2 separate regions of the Mus musculus genome follow, and region 1 is linked to region 2. A link is a contact called in public Micro-C data. All regions are on one chromosome and are shown on one strand. Each heading gives the region's core, a stretch centred on a gene start, on an enhancer-like site or on the middle of the called end of the contact. The rest is flanking DNA. Distances are from core to core; before and after follow the strand shown.

Evidence for each region. A called contact is a pair of places that touch in the nucleus more often than the background predicts.
Region 1: a contact with region 2 is called in a Micro-C map of trophoblast stem cells, with 1.8 times the contacts expected there. The contact joins two enhancer-like sites. A contact is called at or near these places in 2 of 484 Hi-C or Micro-C datasets (the N1E-115 cell line and trophoblast stem cells) and 4 of 115 datasets of contacts at active chromatin or transcription factors (all in embryonic stem cells).

What each region holds. Positions count from the first base shown.
Region 1 is chr17:46,072,815-46,076,881 of GRCm38.p6, forward strand. No RefSeq gene overlaps it. Among named protein-coding and RNA genes, the nearest start is that of Mrps18a, 36 kb to the right of the region's middle. Within about 2 kb of position 2,482, at least 208 of the 459 cell types and tissues checked have an H3K27ac peak or open chromatin away from gene starts, as enhancers often do. A contact at or near this core is called in the N1E-115 cell line and trophoblast stem cells, where this site is marked.
Region 2 is chr17:45,903,706-45,907,662 of GRCm38.p6, forward strand. No RefSeq gene overlaps it. Among named protein-coding and RNA genes, the nearest start is that of Gm41584, 20 kb to the left of the region's middle. Within about 2 kb of position 2,061, at least 16 of the 459 cell types and tissues checked have an H3K27ac peak or open chromatin away from gene starts, as enhancers often do. A contact at or near this core is called in the N1E-115 cell line and trophoblast stem cells, where this site is marked.

The DNA of each region.
Region 1 (4,067 bases), core at 1,232-3,731, 170 kb after region 2:
CCCTCCCCACTTTATCTAGCCCTGCTTCTCTGGTACCCACTGGCCGCCCACAAGGAAAGTATCTCTCTAAGGGATAGCATAGGTGGGTAAAGGTAAAAACAAAAACAAACAAACAGAACCAGACCATGGTCTGAGGATGGAGCTCAGTGGGTTGAGCTCTTCCCTGGCAGTCAGAAAGCCCTGGGTTCGATCGCCAACATATAAACCAGGCATGGTGGACCACAACGTATGTAATCTCAGAAGTTGAGAGATGGAGGCAGGAGGTCCTCTGAGTTTCATGCTGTGGGATGTATGCACCACACGCATCATACACACACACACACACACACACACACACGCGCGCGCGGCAAATAAATAAAAAATAAATAGAATATAAAAACGTAAACCCCATCTCTCTTCATCAAAGATACACTCGTGGCCGTGGACCCACCCCTCACCAGGGCGGGCAAGACAGTGCCATGCCTTTCTTAGTCATGTCTTCCAGGGCCCTTGCTCTCCGAAGTGCCTGTGGCATCTGTGAGATGGTATAGGTAGGGGACAAAAAAAGCAAGGGCAACTCCCATTCAAATCCCTTCCTGGACCCTTTAGTTCCATGTCCCTGAGCGACCCTTTTGTCAGCCCCATGGAGGGAGGGCAAAGACTCCCCCTTCCAGATGGGTCCAGGGAGGCAAGAAGAACCTACATCATTCTTAGGCACTTGGCTCAAAATGGTAGTGAGCTGACAGGGTTAGAGAAACTGGACGGGCAACATTAGCGTTTGCCCTTTAACCTTTCCCCTCATTCTGCTTCACACATAGGTGTGCGGGGAAAGCCTAGTCCACAGAGACAGGGATGTAGGTCTCCAGTGGCTAGAGGAAGGAAAGACAGATACTGCTGCATAGAAGAAAGACTTGAATCTGAGGTAAGAGGTGCAGGTCTGCAGGACAGATAGGTGGAACTGGCAGGAGAGTTAGCTCTTGGAAAACACCGAGGGCAGGGCGGAAGTCAGCCGGTTCTCCACCCGTCACAACAGCATGCTAACATGGGACCATTCCTTGTCTACTAGTCTCTCCCCAACACCACCTGACCAGGCAGCCCCATTCCCAGTCCTGTGCCCACAAGGACCAGGATGTGGGCAATGCAAGCCAGACAAGCCCTGACGTAGACAGCCCCACGACCCCCAAACGCAGCCTCCTCCACAGCCGTAAGTCAAATAGTCCTTGTGGTTTGGCCACCAGCCAAGCGCCCACACCCCAGCTCACGGGACCGCAAACTTCCCTGTTGCATCAGGTTACACAGCGCGTGCACACAAGCCGGGAGCTTGTTACACAACCTTGGTGCGCGCGCTCGACACCCACACCCTCCGGGTAGCCTGCGGGTCACACAGAGGAAACCGCAGCCTTGTGTGTATAGGGCACAGGCTCTATTCCAGACTTTTGGCATCCAGACCCGGAGGATGGACGGGTAGAGAGTGTGTGTTTGGGGGAGGGAGGTGGGGTAGGGTGGGGTGGGGTGAAGACTCCTGGCTGGGAGCCAGGGGCTGGGAGCTCTCCCAGTGCCTTGCTTGCTATGGAACCTCAGGAGCTCACATTTGGGAGCCTGCTTCCTTCCTTCTACCACGACGGTCCAGATGTCCCCACCCTCAGTGCGAGTTAGTTTCCTCAAACCCCTACCAACCTTTCTTTTTTAATGAAAGCAGAGACGGGGCGTTAGATGAGAGGACTTCTAAATGAGCTTTTCTTATTTTATTACACACATTAGTTTTAATCTGGTCAGTTCTCCCATCATGTGTGTTCTGGGTCTTGCACTTCAGTTGGTCAGACCTGGCATGAAGCACCTTTGCCCTCTGAGCCATCCCACCTGTCCTAAGGGGGCCTTTTCTGTTGGAACTCTTCCAGAAGAACTGAGCCCCTCTGTCAAGCTTAGGGAAGGAAATTTTCTTCTGTGCACTTTTTTAAATAATAATTTTTATTAGAATACAATTACATCATTCTCTGTGCACTTGTTCTTTGCATTATCTTAGAGGAAACATGTTTCACTCTACTTTATAGTAAGTGGGGGAGGGGTGCAGTTGAGACATGAACCTCCCTAGGACCCACATGCCCTCTAACCCAGATAGGACTGTAAACTGGTGTTTCGCTAAGCATTTGTGGCAACACAGGTGCAGATAAACTCAGGGGACCTTGATAAAATGAGGTTTACACGTTTCCTATCCTTGGTTACCAACCTGCTGAGCCAGAACAAGAAGAGAGATGCCTTGGGCCCAGGTGGCTTCTATAGAAGGCATCCCTAGAGACTTTCCAGGTCCTGCTGGAAGCTGGGCTCAGTAGGCCATGAGCTCAGGCAGCTGTGGAGGCCTACAAGGACATCAGGGCCAGATGACCAAGATAGTCACTTTCAACTACATGAGGCAAACCTCAAGCACCTGTCCAGAACTGGTCCTGCACCCTGGCTATGCAGACAGGTAATGATGCAAGAGGCCCACTACCTTGCTAAAGTTACTTAGATCTGCAGTGACCCCTGCTGGCTCTAGGCAAATCAGCCATCTGGCGAGAAGGCCAGGCCCTCCTGTCCCCTCTCCACCATCTATCTGCCTTTCTGTCATGCTCCGCATTAGCTTTGACCCAGCCCCGTCAGGATTCCCCCATGACCACACCCCACTAACAGGGTCTCCCTTCTTCCTTCCATCCCTATAGGCAGAATATTGCCTATAGGCAACATGTTACTGAGTTCTGGGGCCAGTCCTGGGGATGTAACTACACAGGACTCAAGGGCAGTCAACCCTGGAAGATCAAGGCCACCACACTAATAGCAAACCTTCCTCGACTTTCCCAGGAAGGGAGCCAACCCCTTATGGTAGATGATCCCTAAGAAATAAACACCATCCCTATATCAGCCCAGTTCTCAGGAGGGAAACTGAGGCACATACTTTTTTTTTTTTTTTCAAAAATTAAGTAATAAAGCAAATGGCAAGTCTCGGCTTGGAAACTACTAAGCCACCACCAACTATGCCAATTTCCCACTAGCTTGTCCCAAGGGCACCTCTAGTATTCAAAGTACAGTCTTATCTGCCCCATGCTCACCGCTTTGGGAAAGGGTGACTCAGTAGGCCTTGCCCATGCCCTTCAGAAATGGCCCTGTCATCTACATGTGATTGTCATTGAACTCTTTCTTGGAAACCTACAGATTTCATTTTTGTGCCTGGGACTCGCCCTCCTCAATAAAAGCAGCTTAGCTGGAGCTGACTCTGCCTTGGGGGGTGGGGGGGTGGAGTGGGAGGGGGATAACACGACATAGGATTTACACCTGGCCATTCAAGTGCCAGCACATTTTGACCACAGTGACTGGCTCAGAAAGGACATATGACCAACCCTGGCCAATCAAAGGCAGTCCCAGGATTTTCCTGAAGCCACTGGGAACAAAGACTAGCTTTCCATTCTAAAGCTGCTGAATAGGTGTGTGTGTGTGTGTGTGTGTGTGTGTGTGTGTGTGTGTAACTGTTAGGAGCTTTGCCTGGGGGACATTATGCCAAAGAAGGAAGTCCACACAGGACAACAGAGGCCAAAGTCCTGACGACATATTGTCCAGGCTGTGCCAAAGACAGACCCACCCCTGAACTTCTCAGTGGCAGAAACCAATAAATACATACACACACACACACACACACACACACACACACACACACACACACACTGGCCCCTATTGTTGTCTCCACCACATATGAGTTGAGTCCCTGTTCTTTGAAACTAAGATCTTTCAAAGCCGCCCCCAAAGCCCCAGTGTAAATCATTGCTAACGGCTCTGTCTCCCTGGTTTCAGTTCCTGGGTTTATATAGACATGTTGGACATTTTTAAAATACAAATCGACATCGCTGGCCACCCCTTCCTTCAGGATATACTGCCTTGGTTCCTTTTCAAAGGTCCCTCTCCCAGTCCCTGTCACTCCTCCATGCCTCCTCCACAGTGCCCCTTCTATCTGAAGTCCTGGTCGGTTGTTTCTTTCCTTCGCTGGCTCCTTTTGTCTGTAATTAACAGACACCAACTGTAGCTCCGCAAGCAAACAAGAAAGAACATATTGGGGAAATATT
Region 2 (3,957 bases), core at 811-3,310:
TACTGAGACCAGCTAGAAGAAGCCTGCTAGGAAGCAGAGGGCCAAAGAATCCCGTGTCCACTCAACCCCACCCTCTCCAGGCCCGTTTATCCCTGCCTTCTCAGCCGATGCCTCTCACTCATAGCGGGAAGAGTCCCAAGGGATGCCCGCTCTCATAAGCACAGAGGCAGAAGGGGACCAAGGACTGGAAATCGTGCAATGTACACTCAGCTCTTGGTCTGTGGTTTGTTGGCTGTGGGATTGGGACAAGTCACCTTCTGCTCCGAGCTGCAATTTGTCTATAAAACCAAGGAGCTGGCCAAGACCAGCTCTTGTGAGTTTTTGCCTGTTTTTTTTTTCTTCTTCTTCTTTTCTTTTTTTCTTTTTCTCAATACTCTGAACCTCTGATTGTCTTACGTCTATCTCCAGTGCTGGGATTAAAGACTCGTGTTCCCACACCCAGTTTGCTTAGCGCTGAGGATCCAACCCAGGCCTTCTTGCACACTGAATAAGAAAGAGATCTCTCAACTGAGCAGCGAGAGCTCTACCACCCAGCCAGCCCCCGCCCCCACCGTCTTTCTGAATCAATGAACTGGATCCTGGAAGCTTTCCTCATCTTTATCTATTACATCAGCCCTGCCACCTTCCTTGGAACCTGCCAGAGAGACTCTGGGTTCTCAGACTCCATGGGGACACCCATTAGGGATAATCTGTGACTGGTGCTGCCTCTCAGGCAAACTTCCTCCAGTTCCAGGCTCGCTTCTAAGTGTCTCCCATCTGCTGGGGCACCTTCTTAAGGAATGCTTGCTAATTTTAACACTAGCTGAAGCCAGATTTAAGTAAATATGCTAGCAAAAATAAATCCTACAAGTGAGTTGAAGGCAAAATGTACTAGGCTCGAGGCTGCCTGAAGCCTGTCGCTCCCTGCTACTCTGACTGTGTGAAGTTACCCTGCATGGAAGTCCCTGAATGCACCCTCTGGCCAGTAACCTCTTAAAGCCCAGCCTGCTCTACCTCGTGTGTGTGTGTGTGTGTGTGTGTGTGTGTGTGTGTGTGTGTGTACTCACACATGCACATGTGCATGCACATACATGCACGTGAGCGTATGTGCATGTGGAGACCAGAAGTTCATATCAAGTGTCTTCCCCAATCACTCTATACTTTATAGTATTGAGTCAAGGTCTCTCACTGAACTTGGAGTTCTCTGATTAGCTAGACTGGCTGGCTGCAAGCTCCAGGTCTCCTCCTGTCTCTGTTCCCCTCCATGCTGGGATTATAGGAACATACAGCCACACACAGCTTTTTACGTGGGTGCTAAGGCCCTAAACCCAGGCCCACTACCTCTCCTGTGCCTCCAGCCTCACCTCTAAATGCCTCCCTGTGGGGACTAAATTTCAACATGAGTTTGGCGTGGATGCTTAAGCAACAGCAGCCCCCAACTACTTTGGTCACTGCAAATCACCTGCTTGTAACACATGTCAGGCATGGCCTTCCTTGGACCTAAGAGTTCAACCCTTAAACTCAACCAGAATTATCTGAGGGTTATAAGCTCCCAACTCTCAGAGCAAAGGCCTGGGTTGGGAGGCCACAACCCCAGAACCAGTTAAGATGTTCAACCAGTGACTCTCATCTCCCTCGCCTGTCCAGTCTTCTGGAACACAAATATTAAGTGTGTGCATGTATCCATGCATGCAGGCAGACATATGTGTCTGGCATACTTGTATCATGTGGTTTCTCTGGGCACCTCCAGCATGGGTTCCTAGCCCTGATGAGCCTGCAATGTTAAGGGCGTCCCACCCAGCTCTTCCCAATACTACAAACATGCTTCTGCAGATCTCACCTGGTCCCATGTTGAGTCACAGCCTCCGACTCAAGTGTCAGATCTCTGCCCTTAGCTGGCACTTTCTCAAAAGTGCTTGGAAACACACATTATCTCGGCCACGGACAGCTCCTCATTAGTAAAATGGGCAAACGGATCAGCACTAAATAAAGGCAGCATATTTGATAGACAAAACACAGATCCCAGGCAGGGACACTAATCCTGGAAGTCCCCGGGGCCATGGGAATGGTAGGCCCGGATCAAGGACTCAGAGAGCTGTGAGTCAGAGCTAGGCAGGCTCGGGAGCAGCAGAGAGACCATGGAAGGAGAGTGCACTGTGAGATGGTGTTGCTCCCCATGTGATGCTAAGAACTACTCACTCCCCTCGGGGAGGAGGGTGGGTCCAGGGAACTCCCAGGAGAGTGTCTTCTCTTGTTGTTCCCACTTCTGGAAGCCAGAGGCACAGCTGTCCACTTGACCTGGCACAAAGGTGCAGGAGGACTACACTGATCTTTCAGTGGTTAAGGGCACTGTTGCCCTTGCCGAGGACCAGAAGCCAGCTCCCAACACTCACATGGGGGCTGTGACTGTCTGGACCTCCAGCCCCAAGGAAGCTGATGCCTTTGGTCTTCTCCTACATCTGTGCTCAAAAGCACATATCCACAGAAAGACAAATGTGCATGTACGCACATACGTGCCAGTGTGTGAGCACACTCATACACACACACACACACACACACACACACACACACACAACTTTAAAAATCTCTTTTTAAAAAAATGCATGAGGGAGGCTGGGTGTGGTGTCACACACCTTTAATCCCAGCATTTGGGAGGCAGAAGCAGGCTTATCTCTGTGAGTTCAAGGTCAACCTTGTCTATAAAGCAACTCTAGGACAGCCAGAGCTGTTTCCTGGGCTTCCCTGTAACCTGAGCTCTGTGACAGTTCACACTGATTGCCATCTTAACCAGGATCTAAAATCACCCAGGAGACAAGCCACTGGGTGTTGTCAGTACGGGGGTTTTTGATGGGGTTCACTGAGGTAGGAAGATCCATGAACATGGACGGCAGGTACCACCCTGGGGGTTGGGGTCCTAGACTAAAGAAAAAAGAAAATGGGGTGAGGGCCAGTATTTGTTTCTGTTTCCTGAACGTGTGTGTGCGAGGTGACCAGAGTTCTCAAGCTCCTGCTGCCGTGCTGTCCCTGCTGTGACAGGCCACACTGTCAACTGTGGGCCAAATAAACTCTGAAGCCATGGTTGCCAGATGAAGCACTGTGACAACTAATACAGGCTCAGCTCCCCAGAGCTGCCCCCCAGGCCTCTCTGAGTCCCCCGTGAAAGGCAGGTGGCTCTAAAACTACATTTATACAGTGTGTAAGCAGAGAAAGTTATCCTGTGCTGTGGGTTAGAAGAAACAGCTTAGAGTAGAAGCTCAGGTCCTGCCTTCATTTGCTGCCTGCCTCTACTTCCCCATCTGCAAAATGAACCACTCATTGCCCTTTCTAGGCCCACTTAACTGACTGACCTCGGCTTCCCTGAAACTCAGTCTCTTTGCTCATGAGACGGTCAAGTAGATCACCATCTCTTCTGCATCTCTAGGCTTGGAGAAGACCAAGGTTCTGAAGTCTGCCAAAGCGAGTTGAAAATTAGATCACAGAAAGGCACGAAAGGCCTGTTATGAGGACAGCAGGTGTACTCCCCGAGGTGGGGAAGGGGTTGGGGGGGGGGGGCAGGGAGCGCGAGGTTGAAGACTTACAAAGCCACGTGGACTCGGGTGTCTCTGCTTGTTCACAGCGACCTTCTGTTCTAACAAGCCCCGTTGCAGGCTTCTGCATTACAACACTTCCTCCCCATTTGATCTTGAGAACAGTCAGCTAGTCAGTCAGTTATGGCTACTGCCCACACAAAGTGGTAGTACTGCCCCAACCTACAAGCTCAGTGGAAGGGCTTACGTCCAGGGCCGTTCCCTGCGGGATAAAGGATGGACTTTAGGAGGCCACACTGTTCGTACAAGCTGTAGATGCTGGCCAACCTTCAGCTTCTCTCCCTGTCCCTCCACGCTCCTCTACCTATAGGAATGGCCAATACAGATGGCTGCTTTCATGTCCCAGGGGATCAAAGGGTTGGCTGTAGCTTGGGAAGAAAGACATGCTCCT